4 separate regions of the Mus musculus genome follow, and all the other regions are linked to region 1. A link is a contact called in public HiChIP or PLAC-seq and promoter capture Hi-C data. All regions are on one chromosome and are shown on one strand. The core of a region is the stretch at or near the end of the contact, and the rest is flanking DNA. Distances in the headings are between cores, read along the strand shown.

The links. Promoter capture Hi-C pulls out the DNA fragments that hold promoters and counts their contacts. HiChIP or PLAC-seq counts read pairs in DNA pulled down with a chosen protein or histone mark.
Region 2: an H3K27ac HiChIP or PLAC-seq map of microglia shows a contact between it and region 1, with 8 times the contacts expected there. The contact joins the promoter of Mt1 here to the promoter of Dok4 in region 1. A contact is called at or near these places in 2 of 115 datasets of contacts at active chromatin or transcription factors (microglia and pancreatic cancer cells) and 2 of 9 other capture datasets (liver and pancreatic islet).
Region 3: a contact with region 1 is called in an H3K4me3 HiChIP or PLAC-seq map of bone marrow-derived macrophages, with 3 times the contacts expected there. The contact joins the promoter of Cfap20 here to the promoter of Dok4 in region 1. A contact is called at or near these places in 1 of 39 promoter capture datasets (neural stem cells), 1 of 484 Hi-C or Micro-C datasets (memory CD8 T cells), 1 of 115 datasets of contacts at active chromatin or transcription factors (bone marrow-derived macrophages) and 1 of 9 other capture datasets (adipose tissue).
Region 4: a contact with region 1 is called in a promoter capture Hi-C map of neural stem cells. The contact joins the promoter of Slc12a3 here to the promoter of Dok4 in region 1. A contact is called at or near these places in 3 of 39 promoter capture datasets (liver, neural stem cells and pre-B cells) and 1 of 9 other capture datasets (liver).

What each region holds. Positions count from the first base shown.
Region 1 is chr8:94,873,563-94,879,978 of GRCm38.p6, reverse strand. Dok4 (docking protein 4) reads left to right here and starts at 3,667. Exons shown (of 9, transcript NM_053246.3): 1 at 3,667-3,848.
Region 2 is chr8:94,175,229-94,181,644 of GRCm38.p6, reverse strand. Mt1 (metallothionein 1) reads right to left here and starts at 2,556. Exons shown (of 3, transcript NM_013602.3): 1 at 2,307-2,556; 2 at 1,757-1,822; 3 at 1,318-1,543. The coding sequence starts at 2,334. The coding sequence ends at 1,452.
Region 3 is chr8:95,432,153-95,438,568 of GRCm38.p6, reverse strand. Cfap20 (cilia and flagella associated protein 20) reads left to right here and starts at 3,700. Exons shown (of 6, transcript NM_008187.2): 1 at 3,700-4,081. The coding sequence starts at 3,998.
Region 4 is chr8:94,326,125-94,332,540 of GRCm38.p6, reverse strand. Slc12a3 (solute carrier family 12, member 3) reads right to left here and starts at 3,333. Exons shown (of 25, transcript NM_001205311.1): 1 at 3,028-3,333; 2 at 2,018-2,164; 3 at 815-890. The coding sequence starts at 3,303. It also overlaps a transcript of Nup93 not described here.

The DNA.
Region 1 (6,416 bases), core at 2,418-4,917:
TGGCAAATGACTGTGGATCAGGTGTTCAAGGCCAACCTCAACTTTATAATGAGTTTGAGGGTAGCCTGGACTACATCAAACTCTTGCCTCAAAAAAAAAACAAACAAAAAACCAAACCACCAGCTTTCCCCCAACCCTGGCCAACCCCCACAACAAGGATCATCATTTGATTTACATTTTTGTTTCTTTGAGACAGAGTCTATGTAGCCTAAGGTGTCATAGTAATCCATCTCTGTCGGCCTACTCCATGCTGAAATCCTAGGCACGTGCTGCCATGCTTCCCTTAGGATCAGAGATCTAAATGTAAAATCGAAAATTATGAAATTTGTGAAATAAAAAGAAAATGCATTTTCTAGACTGGCTTCAAAAGGAAAAATGAATATGCCCCTTATAAAAATTTAAATGGCTTTGTTTTATAAGAGTATCAGTTGAACTGGGAGGTGGCTCAGTGGTACCGCATTCCCTGAGTTTGGTTCCTTGCACAGAAATGATGGAAAGGAAGGAGGGAGGGAGGGATGGAGAAAGGAAGGAAAGGGAAGAGTAGGGAAGGATGAGGCTGAGAGACCTCGGTGGTTAAGAGCTCTCAATGCTCCTCCAGAGGACCTGAATTTGGTTCCCACGCTCAATGAGTGACTCACCACCACCTATAACTCCAACTCCAAGGGATCCAACACCTTCTTCTGGCCTCCGTAGGCATCTACCCACATGTGCCATTCACGTACAATCACACACACACACACACACACACACACACACACACACACACACCACCCAAATCCTTTAAAAAACCAAAACCAAAACCAAAACAAAACAGGGGGCTGTAGAGATGGCTCAGCAGTTAAGGGCACTGACTGCTCTTCCAGAGGCCATGAGTTCAATCCCCAACAACCACCTGATGGCTCACAACCATCTGTAATGGGATCTGATGCCCTCTTTGGGTACGTGTGAAGATAGGTCACTCATATACATAAACACACACACATACACAGAAAAAGTAGGGAAGAGAATACATTACATATATGGTAAGAGGTAAAGAACAGAGAAAATATTTGCAGACCACATATTCAAAAGAGGTCCAGTACTTCCAATATGTTAAGAACTCTCAAAAGTCAACAACAAACCACAATGAGATATAACTTTTCATTGTCACAAAGCCCCCCAAACTGAAAAGGTAGTGATGAAATCAAATGCTGGAGAGCATGGGATAAATTACTCCTTTGTTGCAGCTAGGAAGGTTAAAGGATATAACTATTGCATTGGCAATTAAAAAGTAGTCTAAAAGAGTGAGTTCCAGGACAGCCAGGATTCACAATGAAACCCTGTCTCAAAAAGCCAAACAAACAAACAAATAAATAAATAAATAGTGACAACCTGTAATTACACAGCTCAGAACTATGTCTGTAGCATTTACCCAAGAAGGATGGCATGAGTTTACACAGAAACCTATTCACAACATCCATAGCAGAAAACCTGGAGACAACCCAGATGTCCTTGAATGGTGCATGAATAAACAGATGGTGGTACACCCATACAGCAGAATGCTGGAATACAATACAATACAACCACCAAAGCAGCTATGGATTCATGCTGTGGCTTGACTAAACTGAGCAAGATGCTCTCTCTGGACACATAACTGATAAATCCAGCTATTCCAGAGGCTGAGGCAGGATTACACATTTAAGGCTGGCCTGGACTACGCAGTAAGTTCAAGGCCAGTCTGGGTATTGAGAGCCTGTCTTGAAATAGAAAGTAAAAACTAAGGCTGGGATGTAGCTCAGTGGTAGAGCCCTTGCCTACCATCTGAGAGGCCCTGGGTTCAGTCACCACTAACAAAAGTTACCAAGTGAAAAACCACCAGGGATTACACTTTTTATGATTCCAGCTGTGAAACCTTCGACCAGCTGTAGAAATGGGGAACCCCAAGATGTCCCCCAGGGTTACTGAGGAGAGAAAGGAAGGGGGCAGAGGGACACTTTTGCGGATATAGAAACTCCCTATGGTGACTTCAAGTTGCTAACGTTCAGGGTAGGAAAACATCAGGGACTCAGATTGACTCTGTGTCAGACCATCCACCCGCATGTGGATCTACAAACAGATTTATAAGTGTAAAGCCAAAAATTAGATACAAATTTGGGTATGGTGGCACTTGGGAGGCAGAAGAAGGCAGGTCAAGGCCAACCTGGTCTATACATCCAGTTCCAGGACTGCTAGAGAAATCCTGTGTCAAAAAAAAAGGAGGAGAAAGAGGAAGAGGAGGAGAAGAAGAAAGAAAGAAAGAAAGAAAGAAAGAAAGAAAGGAAGGAAGGAAGGAAGGAAGGAAGAAAGAAAGAAAGAAAGAAAGAAAGAAAGAAAGAAAGAAAGAAAGAAAGAAAGAAAAGGGAATTAGCACAGTGGGTAGAAGTAGATATTGAGTAAAAATTTTGAAAGAGAATGAAGTTTAGGAATCCCACTTAGAGATGATACTTCTAAATTTCATTATATTATTACAATTAATTTGCAGTTCAGGGGATTGAACCTAGAGAAGGTTCCTTCCTTCCTTCCTTCCTTCCTTCCTTCCTTCCTTCCTTCCCTCCCCCCTCCTCTCTCTCTCTCTTTCTTTTCTTCTTTCTTTCTTTCTTTCTTTCTTTCTTTCTTTCTTTCTTTCTTTCTTTCTTTCTTTCTTTTTGTTTCTTTCTTTCTCCCCCCCTCTCTTTTTCTTTCTTTCTTAAGTAGGATCTCACTAAGGCTGGCCTTGAACTCATCAGCTTCCTGCCTCAGCATGGGATTATAGACAAGTACTACTAGGCCAGGCTAAGAGGCCTCTTTTTGTTGAAACTCTCTTTTTTTCTCTGTGGCCATACAGCTTCTCTAGCAGTGTCCCAGGATGAAAGCAGTTCACTCTGAGGGCTTGAGAGCTGAGGACTTTATGAGCTGCTGTTTGAAGTAAAGCAGAGGGTCAAGTTTGGAAGCTGCATGGGAAGGTCAGGAGGTCATGGGAAGGTCAGGAGGTTCAGTTTAGCATCCAGGAAGAAGAAAGCCATTTCCTGTCCTATAGCCCCGTGGCTTCCACTTAACACACACTTTAGTGACAATCCTGGGACATTTTAAGCGGACAGAAAATGGCTCCTTTACTTTGCTGGACAAGGCTGAGTCTCTAGTGTTCCGGCAGAGGGGGTGGGGAGGTAGGGTTGGGAGGATACGGGGCAGGGGATATACATGCGTGGGTACTGGGTTCTTGATTCCTTCATGCATTAGGCTAATCTCTCACAGAGTGCAGCTGAGTGTGCGATTGGGGAAGTGGGGCAGGTACTGAGCAGGACTGGATGGTAGCAAAGTGTATGTCTAGCAGGGTACTGACTCTTGATGTTGGGAGGTGAGGTTCAAGGACTGGGAGTTGATATAGGGTTCAGCCTCCAGCAGATGCAAGACCACGTGGGTTTGAGTTTTAGAGCTCAGGGAGGAGCTGGTGCGACTGAGGTGGGTACTAGAAGTGAGCAGAGGGCTAGACTGCCAGGCGGAAATTTCTGTCCTAGTAATAAGACTTTGGCAGGACTCCGGGACGAGGCGTGGCTCCGAGAAGGGGCGTGGCACGATGCCAGGGATGGGCGGGGGCGTGGCGGTGGGGCGTGGCGCGGCGCCAGGGCGGCGCGGGGCGTGGCCTCAAGGGGCGTGGCGTCGCGGATCAGCAGAACCAGCTACCTCCCGAGTCTCCTCTGGATCCGGAGCTGGCGGCTGCGCTTCACTTCTAGCTTACAACCAGAGCCGCGCGCCGCCACCCTACCTTCCCCTCCCGGCCGCGCCGAGACGCGGGCATGAGCCCGCCCCGCGTCCCGCGGAGCCAGCGCCCCGGCCCGGGCCTCGGCGCCTAGGTAAATAGGGGAATACGAAGCGCGGGGGGGGGGGGGGATCCCTAGGCCTCACCGAGACGTGAGACTCCCGCAACTCTCATCCTGGGGCGCCTGTGGTCACCTCCGGAGCCCGCGGGCTCTCCCAGCTATGGGAGCGTCCTACTTTAAGGAAGGAGGACTCAGACGCGCCTCTCGAAGCCAGCGAGACCCTGAAACTCCCTGAGCCGTCCTCAACCAGCTCCCATCTCTAGGAAGCGCAGGTGTGAGTCTTACCTCACCTGTATTCCCCATGTAACCCATCAGAGAAACCCAGATCCCCGGTTCCCTGAGCCTCTTCCCGGAAGCAGCCTTCCTCGCCTTCCTGCTCCCCAAATTCCAAGAGACACTTTCCTTTTACTGCCTATCCGACCTGCAAGTGGCATTCCTATTCATTGCAGTCCTCCGGGCTAGCAGCCTCCTGCCTTAAAACCTTTCTCCTCTGGCTCTGGGAGTCTGTACACATTCTTTTGGAGACAGCTATCTGTCACAGCATAAGGACCGGAGTGGAGCCTTGGGCAGTCGGGAGTTCTGTGCAATCTGCCTGCGTGGAGCGGTGGGAGCAAAACAATTGCCAGACACTTGGATGGAGGGCTTTGATAAGACAGGGCAGCCAGGGGCCAGGTGTCAGCTCCAGCACATTCCAACAGCCTCCAGGGGCTGCGCTTCCTGCACATTCTTTGAGGGCCCTTTTCGGAGAAATGCAGGCTGCTGTGTAGGTATCCCAGGTAGGTCCCAGGAGCTGTGTCCCTCTCGCTCTGCTGCTAGTCTCTGTGCCTGGGTGCTGGGTATTCCTGGGCAGGGCACCAGGCTGGATGTGACCTCATCCAACAACCCCAGCCAAGGTGGGGCCCCTAGCCAGGCTCAGACAGTGTCAGCAGCAGCACAAGTCCCCTGAGGCAGCTTTGAACAAACTGTGGATCACGGACCCGGCTGGTTCTCCTGGACTTTGCTGGTCTTGCCAGTTGGCACCGAGATGTGGAGAAGTGGGAGCCCGCTGCCGCTTACACTCTCTGGAAGCAGAGCTGATAATGGTGTTGAAAGGATGGGGACAATGCTAGATATAATTAGTGTCCCTCCCTAGATTGGCATCCACTCTGTCCTTTATCAGTGTCCTGGTCACTGGGATGGAGCTATAGCTAGATAGAAGGGGCTTGGGAACTGTCATTGTAGGTGTCCCTACATGGCCAAGTGACAGATGAAGGAACCGGGAACATCAAATCTCATAGTGACATGTGACAGACTGAAACACTGGATGTTGAGAGACAGCTAATTAGCAAGGCCAGGGTGTCAGGAGGGCCTGAAGGAGGAGGCAGATTTTCAGCGGAGCTCCAAATGAGGCAGTGGAATATACTTGAGACCATGGGAGGGAGTTTAGTTAGAGGCAGGAAAAAGCAAGCGCAGTGAACTTTACTGAGAAGGCTTTATGTACTGAGAGGTGGCAGGGTACCAGGGGAGAACAGACAGCAGTGGTATGAGGCATTGGACCACATTGCTGGGGACCATGAGTGTTCAGATGTCCTGACCCCCCCATGTTCGCTCTGCCTGGTTCAGTACTTGTGGCTGGCTCTCCTTGGACCAAACCTTCTGGGGCTTAGGGATCTATGGAAGCGCCCCCTGCTGGTCGCAGACAGCAACCACACAGGGATGGGGCAGTTGGTAGTTAAGGTGGAGACAACCCACCTGCAATCAAATCTCTGCTGTGAAGTGAAAACAGACCGAGGACGGTGAGATAGTGTCCAGGTAGGGCTGATTTGCAGCCCTGATAAGATCAGATCTGTCAAGGGTGGGGCAGCCTGGCCAGGCAGGACTCAGGCTCTGTGGTGTTTGTTCTCGAGCCAAGGCCTCCAGGCAGGGTTCTGGGAGGGAGCATTTAGTGCAGCCTATGGGGCAGGTGGGTAGGGAGGGCTCTAGAACGCCTCCTGTATCCTCCCTACAGGATGCTGCCCTGGCTGGGAAGGGCAGCAGTGTGTGTTGTCCAGTTTTGCTGTTTGTGGTAGCTTGGACTAAGGCAGCTACTATCCCTCCAGGAATAGCCATCCACATTGATACTACTAGGATAGAGGAGAGGTGGGTGGGAGGCTTAACCCTAAAACCATGAGAATGGCTACTGGAAACCCATCTCGCCCATTTAGTATACAGTACTCAAAGACTTCATGTCCAAAGCTGAGGGTGCCACACATTTGGAGGGATCTGTCCCTCTGTGAGAGACTAGTAGTGGCCATGGATAGGTAGGGTTTTTTTTTTTTTTTTCCTGCCCTTACTTATTGGCTGTTGAGCCTTCGAGGGGGGGCTTGGGGCAGATTGGGGATTACTTTCTGTTTAAAATCTTGTACTAAGTCTTGGTAGGGGGTGCAGGTAAGGCATGGGTCCCTGTTGCCTGTTAAATCCATGGATCTTTCTCTCTCTCTCTTTTTTAAAAAGATTTATTTATTTATTTTATGTAAGTGAGTACACTGTAACTGACAGATGGTTGTGAGCCTTCTTGTGGCTGTTGGGAATTGAATTTAGGACCTCTGCTCACTCCTGTTGGCCCCGCTCCGCTCACTCTGG
Region 2 (6,416 bases), core at 1,307-3,806, 700 kb after region 1:
TAAAACTTAATACCTGGGGCTGGTGAGATGGCTCAGTGGGTAAGAGCACCCGACTGCTCTTCCGAAGGTCAGGAGTTCAAATCCCAGCAACCACATGGTGGCTCACAACCATCCGTAACAAGATCTGACTCCCTCTTCTGGAGTGTCTGAAGACAGCTACAGTGTACTTACATATAATAAATAAATAAATCTTTAAAAAAAAAAAAAAAACTTAATACCTAGCCTTGAATTCCTGGCCTTCCTGCTGCTACATCTCAAATATCTTGATTACAGGCAGGACCCACGCTCTTTATCACTTTTTTTTCCATCTTTTTTTTTTTGGATATTTTCTTCGTTTATATTTCAAATGCTATCCCAAAAGTCCCCTATACCCCACCCCTACCCCCACCCCGCTCCCCTACCCACTCACTCCCACTTCTTGGCCCTGGCTTTCCCCTGAACTGGGGCATATAGTTTGCTAGACCAAGGGTCCTCTCTTCCCAGTGATGGCCAACTAGGCCATCTTCTGCTACATACGAAGCTAGATACACGAGTTCAGGGGGTACTGGTTAGTTCAGATTGCTGTTCCACCTATAGGGTTGCAGATCCCTTTAGCTCCTTGGGTACTTTCTCTAGCTCCTCCATTGGGGGCCCTGTGTTCCATCCAATAGCTGACTGTGAGCATCCACTTCTGTGTTTGCTGGGCACTGGCAAAGCCTCACAGGAGACAGCTTTATCAGGGTCCTTTCAGCAAAATCTTGATGGCATATGCAATAGTGTCTGCATTTGGTGGCTGAATAGGAGATGGCCTGGTGACACAGTCACTCCTGTAATCCCAGGTACTTGGGAAGCTGAGGCAGGAGAATCAAAAACTCAAGGTCAGACTGGACTGCAGAATGAGTTCTAGGACAAGGTAAGCAACTTGTGTCAAAACAGCCAAGAAAGCCCCTCTGGAATCTAGTTCAGTGTTAGTCCCTGCCTAGCATACGAGACACCCTATGTTAATTTTCATACCCACCTCCTTATACCCAACAATGTGAGAGGAAACCAGAATCCAAAGAGAATATAAATGATAAGATTTTCTGTGCTTCCAGGATGGGACATCAAGTCTTCCAGGACCACCCTCCCTCCCTCCCTTCCCCTAACACAAGACCTGACCAGGCACACAGCTGTTTTCCATGAGGAAGCTTATGGGATAGCTTGGCTTTACCCAAAGACATTACCCCTCTGTGAGGGCCAGAGGCGGGAGGTAAAGGCACGAGGGGGTCCAAAACCAGATCCCCAGACTATCAAGTCACCCCAGTTTCTTATTGCCAAACCACACCAAGAAAACCAGAGTTAGACTCAAACAGGCTTTTATTATTCACGTACTCGGTAGAAAACGGGGGTTTAGTAAACAGGGTGGAACTGTATAGGAAGACGCTGGGTTGGTCCGATACTATTTACACGTGGTGGCAGCGCTGTTCGTCACATCAGGCACAGCACGTGCACTTGTCCGCGGCGCCTTTGCAGACACAGCCCTGGGCACATTTGGAGCAGCCCACGGGACAGCAGGAGCAGCAGCCTAGAAAGGAGGAGGAAGAGGTCAGCCTGGCTGAAGACCTCTGCTTCCTGTCCCCAACAGAGAAGACCTCGGTTTTTTTAAATAGTTCTCTGTATAGTTCTGTCCCCGAGACAATACAATGGCCTCCGGGAAGCAAAGGACATTTCTCAGAGCCAGTTTTGTAGGAGTTCCCCGCCCCTAGCCTTAGCCGCCACCCAAGGTGTCCCAACTCACTCTTCTTGCAGGAGGTGCACTTGCAGTTCTTGCAGGCGCAGGAGCTGGTGCAAGTGCAGGAGCCGCCTGGGGAGGAGAAAGAAGACAGCATGAGGGAGGCAGCATTACAGCAGTGGCCAACACCACGAGTCCCGGCTCAGTTCACTAAGTCCTCCTCGGAGCTGCAGGGAGCCTAGCCCCACTTTTCTCCTCACAGGTTAAGTCAGGGATTATGTCTTTGAGTCCCAAGACATAAAGGTCCTTCACCTCTTTCTTAATTCAAGCAATTCACAGTAAGTTTAGTAATGCCTGGGACTCAACCCAGATGTCCCCACTAACTGGGTGATCAGGAACCGGACATTTGCGCGTCTAAATCCTAGCCCCAACCCCGCCAAAGGACCCGTTCGACAATACTCGTAACTAATGAAGGCTTTTGCAAGAGCGGATTCTAGAAAGAACCGGAATGAATCGCCAACTAAAGGTGCCTATTCCCGCCAAGCCTCTACAACTCGGGGATTCCGCTCTGCGGTCCCAACTTGGTATTCTAAAGACCAAGGATCGGGAGTCTTACCGGTGGAGCAGGAGCAGTTGGGGTCCATTCCGAGATCTGGTGAAGCTGGAGCTACGGAGTAAGTGAGGAGAAGGTACTCAGGACGTTGAAGTCGTGGTGACGCTTAGAGGACAGCCTGCCCTCTTTATAGTCGTTGGACGAGTCCGGGCGCAAAGGGTTTGCACCCAGCAGGCGGTTGCTCCAGCCCACGCATAGTCACGCGCCCCGCGTCCTTGGCAGAGCCGAGCGCACTTTTCGGGCGGAGTGCAGAGCTCCCTGGAGCGCCAGTGTGCACAGCGGGACCGCCCCTTTGGCACGACTGGCTCGGATAGGACGACCCATGTGACGTGTGGAACATCATGTCCCTATAGTGCTTTCCCCGATATTACGGCCTATCGCTGCTCTGGAGTTTACGAGAACTCACCCCGGAAAGCCAGCTATCTCCGTAAACCCATTCGCAGCGTGGTAACCTCAGCTTCTCCTTTCCTGGAGTTCCTGAGCAGCGACCAGCTCCGCCCAGGTCTCTCTCTGGATCGAAGCTAGGAGAAGAGGAGACAGTTTTATAAAGACTAGCCTTGATTATTTTAGCCAACAGAACTCATCTCAACATTATTCTCTACTCCTGAGGGGGCTCATCTAAGAATGTCCAGGGCTGAGGGGTCACTCACCTTAACCCATCTGCTCTACTCCAGGCTGGTTTTAAAAACCAAGGTACCCTCCCTCCAGAGAGATCATTTTAGGTGGGGACTGCATTAGATAAAAAAAATAAAGTCAGCTATTTCTTTCTTTCTTTTTTTTTTAATGCTTCTGATTTTGAGTAACATTAGAGTCTGCTGTCAGGCAGGCCTTGTGTCCTGGGCAAGAGAACAGCTACACTGTTGGCTCATGCATACCATCACTTCTGAGCTATACGACTTTGGGCAGGTTTTTGCTTAACTGTGGTAGAACCACCACCAGCAATATGTCTATTATGCCAGAACCAGGAGTTAAACCAATTTCTCATTTAATACCTATAGAGAGATGCAAATTCTATTTACACACAAGGACAGAGGATTCAGAGGTTCAGTGACTTGCCCAGGCCATATATCCAGTCAGTAGTACAACGGCTGTGAACCAGCACTGCCTGGCACTAACGCTCCTGTATTTGTCCCACGTTCTCTTGCTGTGATTCTGTACAAAGTTCATCTGTAGGCAGAGAAGGCACCAGGTGCTGGGCTATGACACTCCCCCCCCCCACACACACACTTCCCCCTCCTCTTCCCCCTCTCCCTCTTCCTCCTCTTCTTCCTCCTCTTCTCCGTTCTTCTCCCCTTCTTTCTCCTCTCTTCTTCCTTTTTCTCCTCCTCCCCCCTCCTCCTCTTCCTCCTCCTTCATGGTGGTTTAGATACAAGTGTCTTTCTATTATCAACCCACTGGTTTGGTAGTATAATATTACCCAGGGCGTTTCTCCTTCCTCCGGATATTTCCTCTTGGAGGAGACAACACAGCAATACCCTCTGCGTGGGAAGATCCAAAAAAAAACCTTCATTTGGAACTGAGTCTTTATCTATACAGTTAAATTCTTGCCTTAGGGTAGCTCTTTAATCTCAGCTCTTAGAAGTCAGAGGCAGATGATCTCTGCAAAATTCAAGGCCAGCCAGGGCCACACAAATGAGATCCTATTTCAAAAGTTAATAAGGAAGTGATTAAAGATTAAAAAAAAAAAAAAAAAACAAGCCGGGTGTTGGTGGCGCACGCCTTTGATCCCAGCACTCAGGAGGCAGAGGCAGGCGGATTTCTGAGTTCGAGGCCAGCCTGGTCAACAAAGTGAGTTCCAGGACAGCTAGGGCTATATAGAGAAACCCTGTCTCGAAAAACCAAAAACCAAAACCAAACAAACAAACAAAAAAACCAGAATTCTTGCTTGACTAATGTTGGTCAGTTCTCTCCAGATCTCATGAATTTACTGGTTTTAAGTAGCTAAGGACTGGGCTTGGAAAGAGCAGAGGATTTCAGCCTGGGCTAGAGACAAATTCCAAGCACTCAAGGGCAACTCCTAAGCAGAGATCTCACGTCAGAGACATCAGTGATTCTGCAAAGGCAGGGACTGCTGGCTCCTAGGGTACAAGTCAGGCTGAGGTGTGCTCTGGCACAAAGATGCCCAAGTCCTTTATTCTGCCTCTTCCTTGTTTTCTGGATGCATACGGAGATGTTTCTGCTGGACCACATATAGTTGGTGTTTTTGCTTGTTTTATCAGTTTGTTATGTTTTATTGTCTATTGCCAAAACTGAGATCTGTAACAGATTCTTGGGCCTTTAGACCTCTTGCATAATATGATTTTTTTCCCCTTTTTTTCAGTGAGGATTGAACCCAAGGCTTCCTGATCACCAGGCAAGCATTCTGCACCTGAGTTTTGCCTCCAGTCCTTTACAGTCTTTTATTTTGAAAGAGGGTCTCACTAAGTTGTTCGGGCTGACTTTAAATGTGCTCTGTAGGGCTGGAGAGATGGCTCAGTGGTTAAGAGCACTGACTGCTCTTCCAGAGGTCCTGAGTTCAATTCCCAGCAACTACATGGTGGCTCATAACCATCTGTAATGGGATCAGATGCCCTCTTCTGGTGCATCTGAAGACATTGACGGTGTACATGCATACATGAAATAAAGGATCAAACTTAAAAAAAACAAAAACAAAAACTGTGCTCTGTAGCTAGACTGAGCTGGAAATCCTCCCCCTGCCTCAGTGTCGGGAGAGTAGACAGGATAATAGAGGTATGTCACCAGGCCCCAGTTTCTCCTCCTCCCCTTCTTCTTCTCCTTTTCCAGGGGTGCCACTCTGTAATTCACAATGGGCTGTAGCTCACTGAACAGCCTGGTCTGGCCTTGAACTTGAGACACTCTTCTGTTTCAGCTTCCCAAGTTGCTAGGATACAGGTGTGTGTGTGTGTATCACAATACCCAAAGTGTTTTGTGTGTGACTTCTTTTTTGAGACGACGTTACATGTGGCCAAGGCCTTAAACTTGCTATAGTCCTTGAACCTCTGATCCTCCTGCCTCCGACTCTTGAGTGTTAGAATTACAGATGTGTGCCACCAAACCTTGCTTACACCGTACTGGGGACTGAAGGCCGGGGTTTGTGCATGTTAGGTGAGGGTTGTACCACTGAGCTACATTCCCAGACCCACGTTGCTTTTTTTAATGGTTCTAGAGATGAACCCCAGAGCCTCATGCAGAAGGCTAAGTTCTCACCACAATGCCAATTCCCAGCCCAACATCTAACGTTTGAATTGAGAAGCTAAAGTGTAACTGTCATTCACGTGGTTTCAAGGCATTCAGGGACTAAGCGAGGTCCCAACATTCATCCCTTAGACCCCCCATTACACTGGACACTCCCCCACCTCCCCACCCCCAGCACTGGACACACAAGACTCTTGATTAGGGTATTTGTTTGTTGTTTATTAGCTCTGTTTGGAGACAATGAGGGAAATCTCCAAGGTTACATTCTCACGCACCTGAGCTCAGTACCACCTCAAAGCCAGCACTGTATGAATGGTGTCAACAAGGGACACATGAGGCCAAATTCCCAAACTGCACTCAACCAAGAAAGTTCTCAAAACACCAGGTCTGGCCGGGCATGGTGGCGCACGCCTTTAATCACAGCACTCAGAAGGCAGAGGCAGGCAGATTTCTGAGTGTGAGGCCAGCCTGGTCTACAGAGTGAGTTCCAGGGCAGCCAGGACTACACAGAGAAACCCTGTCTTGAAAAAACAAACAAACAAACAAAAACCCCACCAGGTCTGGGCTTGGTTGCCCGTGTATTTGGAGGACATGTGGTTATCAGCATCTAGATTTTAGCTGAGTGACAGATCAGCATCTGAGGGGTTCAGTCTGGTCGGGAAGTGGTGGTGCATGTCTTTAACCCCAGCAATTGGGAGGCAGGTGGATTTCTAAGTTCGAGGCTGGCCTGGTCTACAGAGTGAGTTCCAGGACAGCCAGGGCTACACAGAGAAACCCTGTCTCCAAAAAAACAAAAACCAAAAATCAAAAAACAACAACAAAACAACAACAACAAAAAAAAAAAAGAAAGAAAAGAAAGAGGGGTTCAGTCTGGGATATAACAACAGGCTATGTCAGAGGTTCAGTGACTTGTCCAGG
Region 3 (6,416 bases), core at 2,451-4,950, 560 kb before region 1:
GACAACACTGATTTTGGACACCCCACCTCCAGAACAGAAAAAGGTTCTGTTTTGGGCCACCGAGAATGTGGTATGGTATCATTTGTCATGGCAGGTATAGAAGTATGAAAGCAAGTGGGTTGTTTTGTTTGTCTGTTTTTTGTTTTATTTTATTTTCTCATTGGAGAAAGGATCTATGTAGCCCCTTGGTTGTCCTGGAACTCACTCTATAGGACTAGGTTGGCCTCAAACTCAGAGATCCGCCTACCTCTGCCTCCAGAGTGCTGGGGTTAAAGGTGTGCATCAGAAAGCTCAGCAAGATACTTTTGTTAAACAAATTTATACCAATCTAATCCTAATCAAAATTGAGCAATAAATTAACTGTAAAACCTGAATAGAAAAACAAGACCCCATGAATATTAGACAAACCAGTATAGTGACAATTCTGGAATTTTGGTCTCTTTAAGAAAACACACAAATATTACAAGGATGTGATTTCTTTTTAACCCCAGGTGGAGGGATTCGGGGCTGCTTCAGATTGTCCACACCAGCTGACTATGATCTGCCTCTTGCTCTAGCAGAGGCATGGTTTTGCCCGCTGCAGATAGAATTCTGGGAGATTTTCAGCGGGTCTATAAATTCTAGGGCCCTGAGAGGCAGGGTTGGTGGTTGGTGATCAGTCTGGGGGTTGGTTGTGGCTTGCTAGTAGTCATGCTTAAAGAAGAAACAAACGAAGAAAGAAATTAGATAAGGGATCTCTCTCTGTGCGTGTCTCTGTCTCCTCCCCCCCAACCCCCATCCTTCTTTATCTCCTATCTAGTGCCACTCAGTGATAGATGCTTGTGTAGTGAGTGCTAGGTCTCACAATTCAATAAAGGATAAAGAGCCTCAGTGGAGACCTGGGCAAAAGACACAAACAAGCAATTGGAAATTAAATTTTCTTAATGTGGGAGGGGGAGGGGAGAGGGCGAGAGAGAGATGCATGTGCAGGAAGCTCAGAGAACAACTTCTGGCAGGCATTCATTCTCTACCAAGTGAGTCGGATCACCAGGCTTGGTGCCAGGTGTCTTTACCAACTAAATCCTCTTGCCAGCCCCAAATAAAAGCAATTCAAATACCTGTGAAGAGGGGTGGGAGAAATGGCTCAGTGGTTAAGAGCACTCACTGGCTGCTCTTCCAGTAAGATTCCTAGTTCCCACAGGATGGCTCACAACTCTCTGTAATTCCAGGCCCTCTTCTGGCCTCTATAGACGCATGAGAGGTGCACAGACATCCATGCAGGAAAAGCACCCATACAAGTATATATACCAAAAAAAAAAAAAAGAAAAGAAAAAAGAAAGAAAGAAGTGACTTTAAATTAATTTTAAATGCCCATGATGAGATGAGCCAGAATATTAGTCATCAGAAAATGAAAAATAAGCCAAACCAACATGTATATAGTTCAGACTTGTAAATTTAAGAAAACAGACTAACAGGAATTGTGACTATAAGCATTGTCTATGGGAATGTAAATGGCTACATGATTTGTAAGAGCTGTTTGGTCAAATTGAACATGTGTGTTTATTGAGATCTAGTTACTCTAGAGCAGACATGCAAGCCAAAGAAATTCTCATCTGGTTTTTTTTAAGTGGAATATGCATAAAGATGGCCATTCCTGGAGAAGGGGAGAGATAAATGTAGATGCCTACCTGGGAGGACAGTGACGGATTCCACACCCACTGGCCCAAAGGATGGATCTTAACAACCACAGCAAGGGATGCTGTGCTCAGTTCTTGTCTGTTTTAGGACAAAGACAGCTTCCGTGGCTACCTGCACACATTAATATGTGGTGGGATGCGGGCCGAGAAGGAGGGCAATGCAGGGAGGTGTGGAGACAATAGAGAGGCATACAATTATTTCCAAATGGTGATATTATAAATGTTACTTTTTATAGTTTCCTCAATATCTATATTACATTAATCAGAAAAAAATGAGACAGGGCTCAGAACCTTCTGAGGGGCTTAGTTATCACCTTAATTTTCTATTACTCATTCCATTTTCTATTTCCAGACTTAGTACTGCTGAATTATTTTTAGAAATAATTTACTTTCTATAAGACGCCAAGTGGTTAGTTATGTGCAGTATTGAAATCACCATCAGAACTCATATACCATCATTTCTCTTTTTTTATATTTTTTATTAGGTATTTTCCTCATTTACATTTCCAATGCTATCCCAAAAGTCCCCATACCCTCCCCCCGACTCCCCTACCCACCCACTCCCACTTTTTGGCCCTGGCGTTCTCCTGTACTGGGGCATATAAAGTTTGCAAGTCCAATGGGCCTCTCCTTCCAGTGTATACCATCATTTCTTATCTTGAATCTTTTTCCTGAGGATTTTGTTTAAGATTTCTATTTATTTATGTTTTGTTTCTGAGTTCTCTATCTGTATGTACACCTTCAGGCCAGAAGAGGGCATCAGTTCCCATTACAGATGGTTGTGAGCCACCATGGGGTTGCTGGGAATTGAACTCAGGATCTTTGGATGAGCAACCAGTGCTCTTAACAGCGGAGCCATCTCTCCAGCCCCGAGGATATTTTGAACAACTTAAAAACAATCAAGCTATAAATTATTCACTTGGCTTAGAGTACATAAAGAATTCCCAGATATCATGCAAAAATTAATTCCATATAACAAGTTTCATTTTTATATAGTAATAGATTCACATAGTTTTCACGATATCTAGAAATTCTGGCTGGAGTACTCAAAGCTTTGGTGTGAGGGTAGAGTGAGTTAATACAGGGTAAGGCATCACATATACCCGTCACATAGTAAATGTGTAAACTTTGCAACTATGATCGTTAAAATTGCTAAAGTGATCGTCTGTGCTTCAAACTCTTTTCTGTGCGCCAGAACACAGGCCTGGGTGGAACACCATTTAGGAAGACGCTCAGCGACTGGTGGAAGTCTTCCACACTTGAGATTTCCTTCTACTTGAAATACACAGCGTATGTCTTTCCTACAATATTCCAGAAATTGACACACTTTTTTTAAAAAAATCAGCTGTCGGTTCAACTCAACTATTCCACTTTTAAGATTTTATTAATTTTTGTTTATATCTTAATATTCCGGCTTTCTTCTTTTCGAATCAATGCATTTAAAGAGATACGCTTTCCCCCAGAGTATTGCTTTTACAGCAGCTCATTCACTGTAACTTGATAATTAAAGGTGATGATGTAAATTGGGCAATCAATACTGGTTCATTAGCTCACACGTTCTCCTGGGCCAACCAATATTTGTTTTTTGCGACAGGGTGTCTCTGAGTCCTGGCTGTCCTGGAGCTCGATATGTAGACCTCAAATTCAGAGATCTTTCTACCTCTGCTGGGATTTAATCCGGTACTAGGATTAAAATCTGGAGTCAACACACCCAGGGATAATATTTATCTGTCGTTGGCACAAAGCCACCTTCCTCACTCTTCCCGCCCTTCGGGGGAGGGGTCTGGCATGACTCCACCCCTCCACGCGCCTCCCGGTTCCCATGACACCACGCAGGCACTGTAAACACGTGAGGTAAACTTAAAGTCTCCTTCCGCTGTTCTAAACCAAGTCTGGGCCCCGGCGGGGAGGGGCGGGGAATAGTCCCTTGGCAACCAAGTTCCGCGCCCGAGGGGGCAGGAAGGGGCGGGCCTAAGGGCGGAAGGAACCGGAAACCGTTCTTTCTGCGGCAGGACTGGGCAATGCGCCTCCGAGGGGCGGGCCCAAGCGTGCGGAGGGATCCGTGGCGGGCCGAGGCGGCGCTCCGCCTCCTCTCCGGCAGGCTCGGCGGCGCGGGCGGCAGTTGCTGTGGTTTCGGTGCTGAGGTGGCTCGGTGCTCACCGAGGCTTACGGATCTGCGTCACGCCGCCGCTTCCCGCCGTCAGTGGCTGCAGCTCTCAGCGTCCTACCTTCGGACCGGCGGCACCCGCTCTCTTTCGCCGCTCGGTGCCGATCTCCAATCCCGGGCCTAGGGCGGCGGCTGCGGGGCCGCGGCTGGCGAGATGTTCAAGAACACGTTCCAGAGTGGCTTCCTTTCCATCCTCTACAGCATCGGCAGCAAGCCCCTGCAGATCTGGGACAAAAAGGTGAGCGGTGGGGGCGGGACGGGGGTGGGGCCGACTAGCCGCCCACGTGATGGAGTGGCTACCGAGCCTTGACGTCCCGGTCAGTAGAATGGGGGCAGAGTGCCCACAGCCTAGCTTGAAACGCATAGCACTTTGAAGAAAGACATGCATGTGTTCGCTGGTGCCAAGCACTGTTGCTGCACTCCATACGGAGGGCCTTTTCCCCGGACATCCTGAGCACCGGCCAAGCCAGACTTGTTCTGATCCCATTCATTAGCTCCATCCGTCGACAGCCAAACCTTTGGAACTTGCTGCGAGCCCTCTGTAACTTAGAGTCCGTACTATTCTTCCTGTACTGGCCTTCTCCATTGGGAAACCTGCAAAAAGGTGATTGTTAGGGGCTTCTCGAGAGCCAGTATCAAGCCTCTGTATTTTTATCCAGCCGTCCTCTAGAATGGATGGTGTTTTTGCTTGCCACATGAGATGGTGGCCTTCCCTGTTCACTTTTGGAGATATTAAGATCTAGATGAAATGCCTTGCCGTTTCTTTTCTCATGAAGATTCCTGGGGCAGTGAGCTGGACCGTTTTTTTGTTTTGTTTTGTTTTTGAATATAAAGTGGTCACTCTAATGTGGAAGCCAGGTGATTTAGGGAATATCTTTAGTTCTGCCCTCGGCTGGGGAAGATGGAGAGAGGTGATATGCCTAGTGTGGTGTTCATAGAGATGTATATAGAATGGGTGGAGTAAGTCAAGATTATTCGTAGTAGGACTAGAACAATGTCTTTCCTAATTCACAGAGAAGGGCTTTGAGACACACAGTGGTTGACAGAGTACCTGCATTGCCTTCTGTTTGTCACTGCTAGGCAGTCGTGTGTTCTGAGGACAGCTTTGAGAGAAACCTGTTGGGAGTGTCTTGTCATTTGGCTAAGACAGTTGAGAGTTCCTCAAGATCTGGCCTTTGGTATGTAAGCAGTCTGACCAACTCTTTCAGATCCATAGCTAGAGTTATGTCAAGAGTATCCCATAGGAAGCGGACCCTTAGCTCCCCCCATCCCACAATCTCCTGAGTGTTCGTTCACTTTGAAATGAAGCAGCAGGAGCTCTTAAATGAGACCTGCAGGGAGAACCCAGAGACAGTCCACCTGGCAGTGTTGGGAGGGTGCTCACCAGCCTTGGTATCTTGCCTGTTCTGCACAGCCAGAGGGCACAGAGAGAGAGCAGGCTTGTGTGCTGCTTGAACTTGGAAACTGAGCTGTCTGAAGTGTTGGTGTAAAGCAGTCAGAACAGGGCTGGAGAACATGCTGTTTTGAGATGGGAAAGAAGTGTCGGAGCGTCTATCAGAGGGTTCATTTACCCCCTGGCTTTTCTCTGTGATGTGTTTTATTCTTTCAAGCCCGAGTTTTTGACTAGTCAACATGTTTACACATGGCATAGAAAGCAGAGTAACCATGGTGCACTGTGTCCCTTAACAACGCCTCTAAAGGTCCAGTGGTACCCTGATGACATAAACAACATACACAACATTATTAGGGCAGAGTCACATGGAGCAAATTAAACAGACATTCTTGCAAAAACAGGAATTAATTACGTTTCTAACTCTTGTTTGGATTTGACAAACTAGTGTTTAAGGGAGAAGTTTTCTCCAACTGAGGCAAGAGGGGGCAAGAGAAAAAGAAGAAGTTTAGGCCTATCCACATCAGCTTTATTGTATTCAGGCTTTTCCTCAGTTAAGCGATCTCAGTAACTGGGGATGCAGTCCAGTCAAGGAAACACTGGAGTTGGTCATGTTTATCAATGATTTATTGAGCAACATCTGAGTGATAGGCCTTGTACAAAGAAAATCACCCTTCTCCTGGGAACTAAGGCAAAGCTGTAATAAGGTCAGAGTCTGGTTGTAGGGTAGGGGCGACAGGGCTGTCTACATTACCAACCTGTGCCTTGGCCCTTTGCCAGGAGGCACTACACACTGACTGGGATGATTATTTTGAGTCCTTATTTTGATATCACAAGTATTTACTATTCTGACTTTTGCGTTTGTGCACAGAGAAAATGCCTATTTGGTTTCTATGAAAAACGATCTTGAAAGATTAGGTGTAGCATCTGCTTAGGCTTCTGAAATTAAGGTGATGTAGTCATTGTCCTTTGGCTTTTCCTCTCCTAAACCTCTAATGTGGCACTGAGGCAGCGCTGAGACTAACTAGTTGTCCAGGCTCACTCACCGGTTCCACTCCCTCCTTAGAGACAGGCTCCTGCTGCATGGAGGCCATGAAGCGCTCTGCACGCAAAACCTCCCGCACGCACTTGGTGCTCCTGGCCTTCACCCACATCTTCCTTGGTCTTTGGTCACAGAGCAGAG
Region 4 (6,416 bases), core at 2,084-4,583, 550 kb after region 1:
TCTACAGCCCACACCAAAGTCTAGGCAGGGTGGCATGCACCTGCAAGCCCAGTACTGAGGAGGCAGAGATTGGAAGATCCCTGGGGCTTGCTGGCCAGCCAGTCTAGTCTAGTTAGTGAGATCTGGGCCAATGAAAGATCCATCTCAGAGGAGGAGGATGGCTCCTGAGGTAGATGTCTGAGGTTTTCTCTGGACTCTGCACAATCAAATATAAAGATGCACAAGACAGCATGTGACACACACACACACACACACACACACATCTACCTCCCCAGACTAAGATAAGGTTGGTTTGTCTACTTTCCTTGGTGAGTTGATTAATAGCAAGTTCATGTGCCAATGTGTGAATAGTTTGCAGGCACAGAAAGAAAGTCGCCCCCTTTGGCAATATAAAGAAAGCAGTAGTTACCATGTACTGAGAGCCTTCAGGTACTAAAGCCTAGGCTGCCTTCCAGCACCTTGGAAGCTGCACAGCAGCTCTGGAGGCAGGAACTGTCATCAGACTCGTTTTACCCACGAGGAAACCAAGGCTCAGAGATGGTTGGCACTCAAGGCTACCCAGCATCTGAACTCTGGTCTTCTAGAGTCCCAGTTCTGAGCACAAATACTCTGCGCTAGAAGTCGGCTTGCCGAGGTACCCTGACACTGCTGACTCTGCATCCAATGGTCTCTTCCACTCCACCCCACCCGTGGCTGCTGCCATCTGAGGGTGTGCTGGGAAGGAGCGGACCTAGCCTGGAGTCTCTACAGCCCAAGGGGTTGGGACCAGAATGCAAGCACTCGTGCATTCCCTTCTCCTTGAGGTGGCACTCACCGATGCCCGCCTGCGCCGTAATCCAGGGGAGTCGCAGGTAGAGGATCACTCCCCAGATGTTGAGCATGCAACGGATCTGGCAGGAGAGTGGGGTTAGAGGCTTCCTGAGGGCCAGGTGCCCAAAGCCAAAGCCTCGTGTGCTTGTTCCCAGGTCTAGGGGACACCTGATGTTTCTTGTGCTCTCCCTCCCATGGGATCAGACTGCCTGGCTTGGGGGTGAAAGGGGAGGACAATTTTTATCCCACCTCCTCCCACTCTGCCGTGGAGGCCTGGCCAGCCACTGCCTTGGGCAGCTTATTGACCCCGGGCATAGTATTCTGAAGGCATCAGCAAAAGCCAGGGGAAGCCAGCACCCCACGTAGAGCAGAAATCAAAGCTCAGGTTGCTTCCATATTAAAGGCAAAGCCAGAGGTCATCACTGGGGCTGAAATTCCAAATGGGAGGGTCCGACAAGGCCTTTGGCCCTGCCAACTACTAGGGCCAGGTAGGGACGTGTGACCTTCACACTCATGAGATTTCTGGGGCTCACATCTGCTGAGATGAAAATCAGGGTGTGCCTGGTTCTGGCTAACACAGATCAGGGGGGTGTCCCAACTCTGAATGTGGAGCCCCCGGGGAGGGGGTGAAGGCTCTGGTTCTGCTTTCTCCTGTACCCCATCCCCACATCTTTGTAGAACCCTATATTGTCTTTCAAAGTCAAGGGCATTGAGTCTTTACTTCCTGAAGGGTTACTTATGCTTCATACTACAGCTAACACTAGGCTGTACCATGGTATGCGATGGGAGAGGAGGGATTGTCGATGTGTATGTTAGTGCTGCCCTCTAGTGGCCATGTGGGGAATTTCTTCTAATAACCCCCTAGCAGGCATTGATCCAAGAACTCTCACACCTAACAACTATTTTAATGCTCAGTTTTACGGGTGAGGAAACTGAGGCAGGAGTAGCTAAGTAACTTTCCTAAGGCTACAACACTAGTGAGTAGCTAAGCAGAGATCTTCTTAGGATTGGGTCTTGGCCAAGAGCGCCCAAGAACTGTGGGAAGCCAAATACAATTAATTGGAGGCCACTGCTGATGGGGAAACTGAGGCCCAAACTGAGCTCCAGGTCTAAACTGCTCACTAGGGCCTGAGAGTCAAAGCTGAGGCTGAATGGGGCTCTACCCCCACCCTGTCTAGACATCAAGCTCCGGGCCACAGCCACTCACCATCACCCCCTTGACCCAGCCGAAGCGAACAGGTTCTCCAGGGCTCTTCTCACTGTTGGTGCCTGTCTCATCTTCCACAAGTCCATCAGTCAGCTCACGACCTTGCCGTCCATCAAAGGCCAGGGCATGCAGGTGGCTACCTTCCTGCTGGGGGCCCAGAGACCAATAGGAGTCAGGCAATGGGGGTTAGGGGCTGGGTGTCTGTATTCAGTCTTGCCTGCCCCACTTTGCCACACAGGCAGCCCTTGGACAGCTTCCTGGGTACAATGCTACTCGAAGCTTGGAGAAACACCAGAGAGAGCAAGCAAGCTGAGCATTCAGAATGCTTCTGCTCCGGGAGGCTCCTCCCCTCTAGGGCAGAGGGCTGGAGTCTGACAAGCCTGCAGTCTGAGAAGTGACACGGGATGGGAGGTGAAGCAGTATGTCACACGCCACACACCAGGTCTCTGACACAGAGAGTCTTGAACCCAGGCCTGGACTCCAGCATGGTCATCTTCTATTTCGTATTCCTACCAACCGCAGCCTACTCTGGGACCTTCATCCCAGTACCTATCTCAGCATCCCTATTCAAACAAGGGGTCTTGTTTGGTCCCTTCAGAGGGAAGCTTTGAAACACGGAAGAGTGTTAGAGGTTAGAACATCCAACTGTTGGTGAAACCGTGAGGTGACAGGGATTGGACCCTCCAGCCTCCCAGACAGCGAAGCCGATGAGCTAATATTTGAGAGGGCTCACCATGCTCCCTCCCTCCCTCTCACAGTCTCTCCCAGCGGTGTGCAACCTGCATTTGTATAAGCAGCAGGCTATGCTATCATTGTGCTGCCGGTGCCTGGACAATATGTATTACTTGTGCCCCCAAGCTTCATGGCACCTCTGTCCACTATTCATTTGGGTGTCTTGACCCTAGAGGAAGATGCCCAGTCATTTTCACAACACGAATGACAGAACATGTTGGGCAATCATGCCAACGTTACCCAGCCAGGAAGCGGCCAGTCTTTGAACTTCTGCTTACCTTGAGGAATGAATGCAGGTCAGCCAGGGTGGGCCGCACCTTCCGGGGCTCACCGGGCAGAGCGCTGTTAGCATAGTGTTCGTAGGCCGGCACCACGTCTATGGTGTTGTAACCGAAGGTGCGCATGTATAAGGTGCTGCCGTGTGTTAAGTGGCTGGGCTGGCTGCTGTCACAGGCAGCTGGTGGGGGCTCATCGCCTCCCATCAGTGTGCTGATGGTGAAGCGCCCACTGCACAGAGCATCGCCAGGCAGCTCTGTCACGGGGAGCTCTGCCATTATGGCTCTGGGTATCAAAGGAGGGGACAAGAGTGGGCAAGGGCACTGAGGGTGGCTTTATAGGCTGGGAGGAGGCGGGAGCTTGGTCCAGACCGCCCATGGCAAGTGAGCAGGGTCTCTGCCAGGGTGGGGGGCGGAGCCATAGCAACTGCTGTCCTGCCCCCATTTATCTGATCATTGACACAGGGGCCAATTTGGAGCAGGAGGGCTGGGCTAGAGCCAGGGCCACATCCCTGAGTCCTGCAGTAGCCCTTCTAAGCCTAGGGTAGCAGAGGTTCTGCAGCTAGGACCCAGGAAGCAGCAGACATGAGAGAGGACCCAGAGAAGGCCTGCTGCAAGGTGCCTACCTACACTGCAGGTTAACAGTCCTCGTGTTGGGCACAATGTATTTCTTTCATTTTATTTACTAGTTTGAATGGATGTCATCTTAGGACATGCATATAAAAAAAAAGGAAGTCTGCCTTCCGATCTCCATCCCTCACAGTCTCAGCGTCTTTCCTGATACATTTCAATATACATAAGCCATTGTGATTAGTGGCCTCAAGCCAGACCTGCAGCCACCTCTTGACTGACAAACCTTGAGAGCTTGGTGCTGGCCACTGGCCTCTAGGGTAAACAGGCACAGTGCAGCCTGACCTACACATTCACAGGCTGGCCTACGGGGCTGTAGTTTGGAGCCCAGAGCAACTGGTCTTTCCCTCCCTGGAGCCATGCATTGTTCCCATGAAGTAGGAGATCTGGTCAGCAAAGGCTCCTAAGCCATTGCAGGGGCATTGCCCTGGGGTATGAAAGACACTCTGGGTCTTGATGATGAACTAGTGGATGTTGGATGTGTCCTAAGAAAGCAATGGACTTGTAGCTGTGAGGGGTCCCAGAGTCAGCCCTTACATTAATGGCCCCACCCATAACTATCTTTCCCTAAGAGGCTGGGCGTTCAGTAATCCATGGCTGTGGGGCACAAAAGCCTGGCATCCTGCCCTGTCTCTGGAACCACCCAGTGTTTCCCTGAATCATCTGAGGCTTAGGGCTACCCTAAAGCCCGCTCCCTCTGCCCTCCCAGACACATGTCCTGAATTTGCTCTCAGTTACTTCCCAGTGAGGTGACCCAGCCCCTTACAAGAATAGGAGACGACGGTACATGCTTCTTGCTGCTTTATTGACTATAACAAAGATTTGGAATCGACCTTGACAATCAACAAATGAATGGGTAAAAAAAACTATGTATATGTATAAACCATGTATACATAAGTTATATAAGTATAAATTATATATATGCATGCTACTTGGCTATCAAGTTAAAATGTTTTCGGGAAAATGGACAGTCTCAGTATGAATATTAGGTGAGATCATACAACTTCAGAAATAAACCACACACTCTCCCTCCTGTGGAATCTAGCCAAAAATATATGTATGCATAAAAACAAAAGTACCCGTGGGTACAGTATAACATGAAGAAAGAGCATAAGAAAGGCTGAATATAAAGGAATGAGGAAGGATGGCACAAAGAGCAGGACACAGAAAGGGGACAAAAAGCTGATGTATTCCTAGTTCTAACTCCGTCACAGTTTTTTATTTTTTGATTTGGATGGTGGACAATTGCAAAAAATACATTTGACACTAAAGGTGTAAAATTTAACATGAAGCTCTATAGCTTCTGTTTCTATGCCAATTCTAACTGTATAGAAGTTCACTAAGTTGTACTGACCTTGGGTATGGTTAAATTTTGTTTGAATATTATTATTAACTTGCAAGATTTTTTTTTTCCAGACAGTAATAGTCCTGGCTGGCCTCTAATTCACTTTGTAGACCAGGCTGGCTTCGAACTCACAGAGATCCTTCTGCCTCTGTCTCCCAAGTACTGGGATTAAAGGCGTGTGCCACCACATGTGGCACAAGATTTTTTTTTAATGAAATTTAAAATAAGTTTATGGAATTTAAAATAAGATCTGAGGACTCTTGTCACTGTCCAACAGACCAGCCAGCACCCCATGCTGTGTGGCAGCAGGAGCCCAGGGACTCAGAGAAGCCATGGTGGAGCAAGGGCTCATGGGAAGCTACAGCTACAACAGACCAGACCAGCTGGGAGGTCAGCAGACAGCTGGAGGAGTGGACCACTGGAGAAGGGTCAAGGTGTTGTGGACAACCAGGGAAGGCTTCCTGGAGGAGGCCTTTTACCTGCTTTGTTCCTATGGAGACCTAGGGTGGGTGAAGGTCAGAGGGCTGCTGTCTACTCATGGTGGGACTCTGTTCAGGCTCAGGCTCCAGTATCTTCCAGAGGAAACTAGAGGAAAGCACTCCAGGCCCTACTTCTCAGAGTCTACCCATATCCCCTAGAGGACCTGCCCCAAGGCATCCAGGCCCTGCTACCTCCAACAGGAAATTGCACTCTGGTGGGTGCTTTCAAGAGACCCAGCTGGCCCCTGGTACTCTGGGCTAGAGAGACCAGGGCAAATGTGTCTAGCTAGGAAGACGGTGTTGAGACCAGTTAGAGACCGTCCCAGAGTCACCCTACTAGCATGGAGATGCTCTCAGACCTCAGTGCTCCCTTTCATGGAGGGGCAGTGTTCCCTCCAATTTCTTGGAAAGGAAGTCAGCCACAGAGGCAGGGGCCTCGCACAATAGATTGTTCAGCGACTATCTCAACCAACCAGAGTTTCAGACACGGGCTCAATAAGTGCTTGTTGGTTGTACAGGGAATGAATGGAGACTAGAACCAAGGAGAGCTAAGCCAGGTGGAGACGAGCTTACAAGGGGTCTTTGGGGATTCCCATGGCACAGATCCTGCCTCTATTGGACATTAAGTGGCGGGCAGAGGAAGACATAAACACTTCTTTCCTCTGCCAGCTTCCAGCAGGGCTGAAGGCTTGAAGTAAGGACTCAGGGGCCAAGGACTCCTCCGGGCCAGTTTTCTACCTTGGCAGGGATGGTGAGATTTGTAAAGCCTCCCCCACGCCACCCCCCAGCAGGTCCATGGCCCTTGGGGTAGATCTTATCTTCTGAGTTTTAAATCGCCAGCTACCTGGCAAAAATCACAGCTCCCCAGCATCCCCACACCATTCCAACACACTGTGCCCTGGCAGCTACGGAAAATTCCTGATAAAGATCTTGGGATA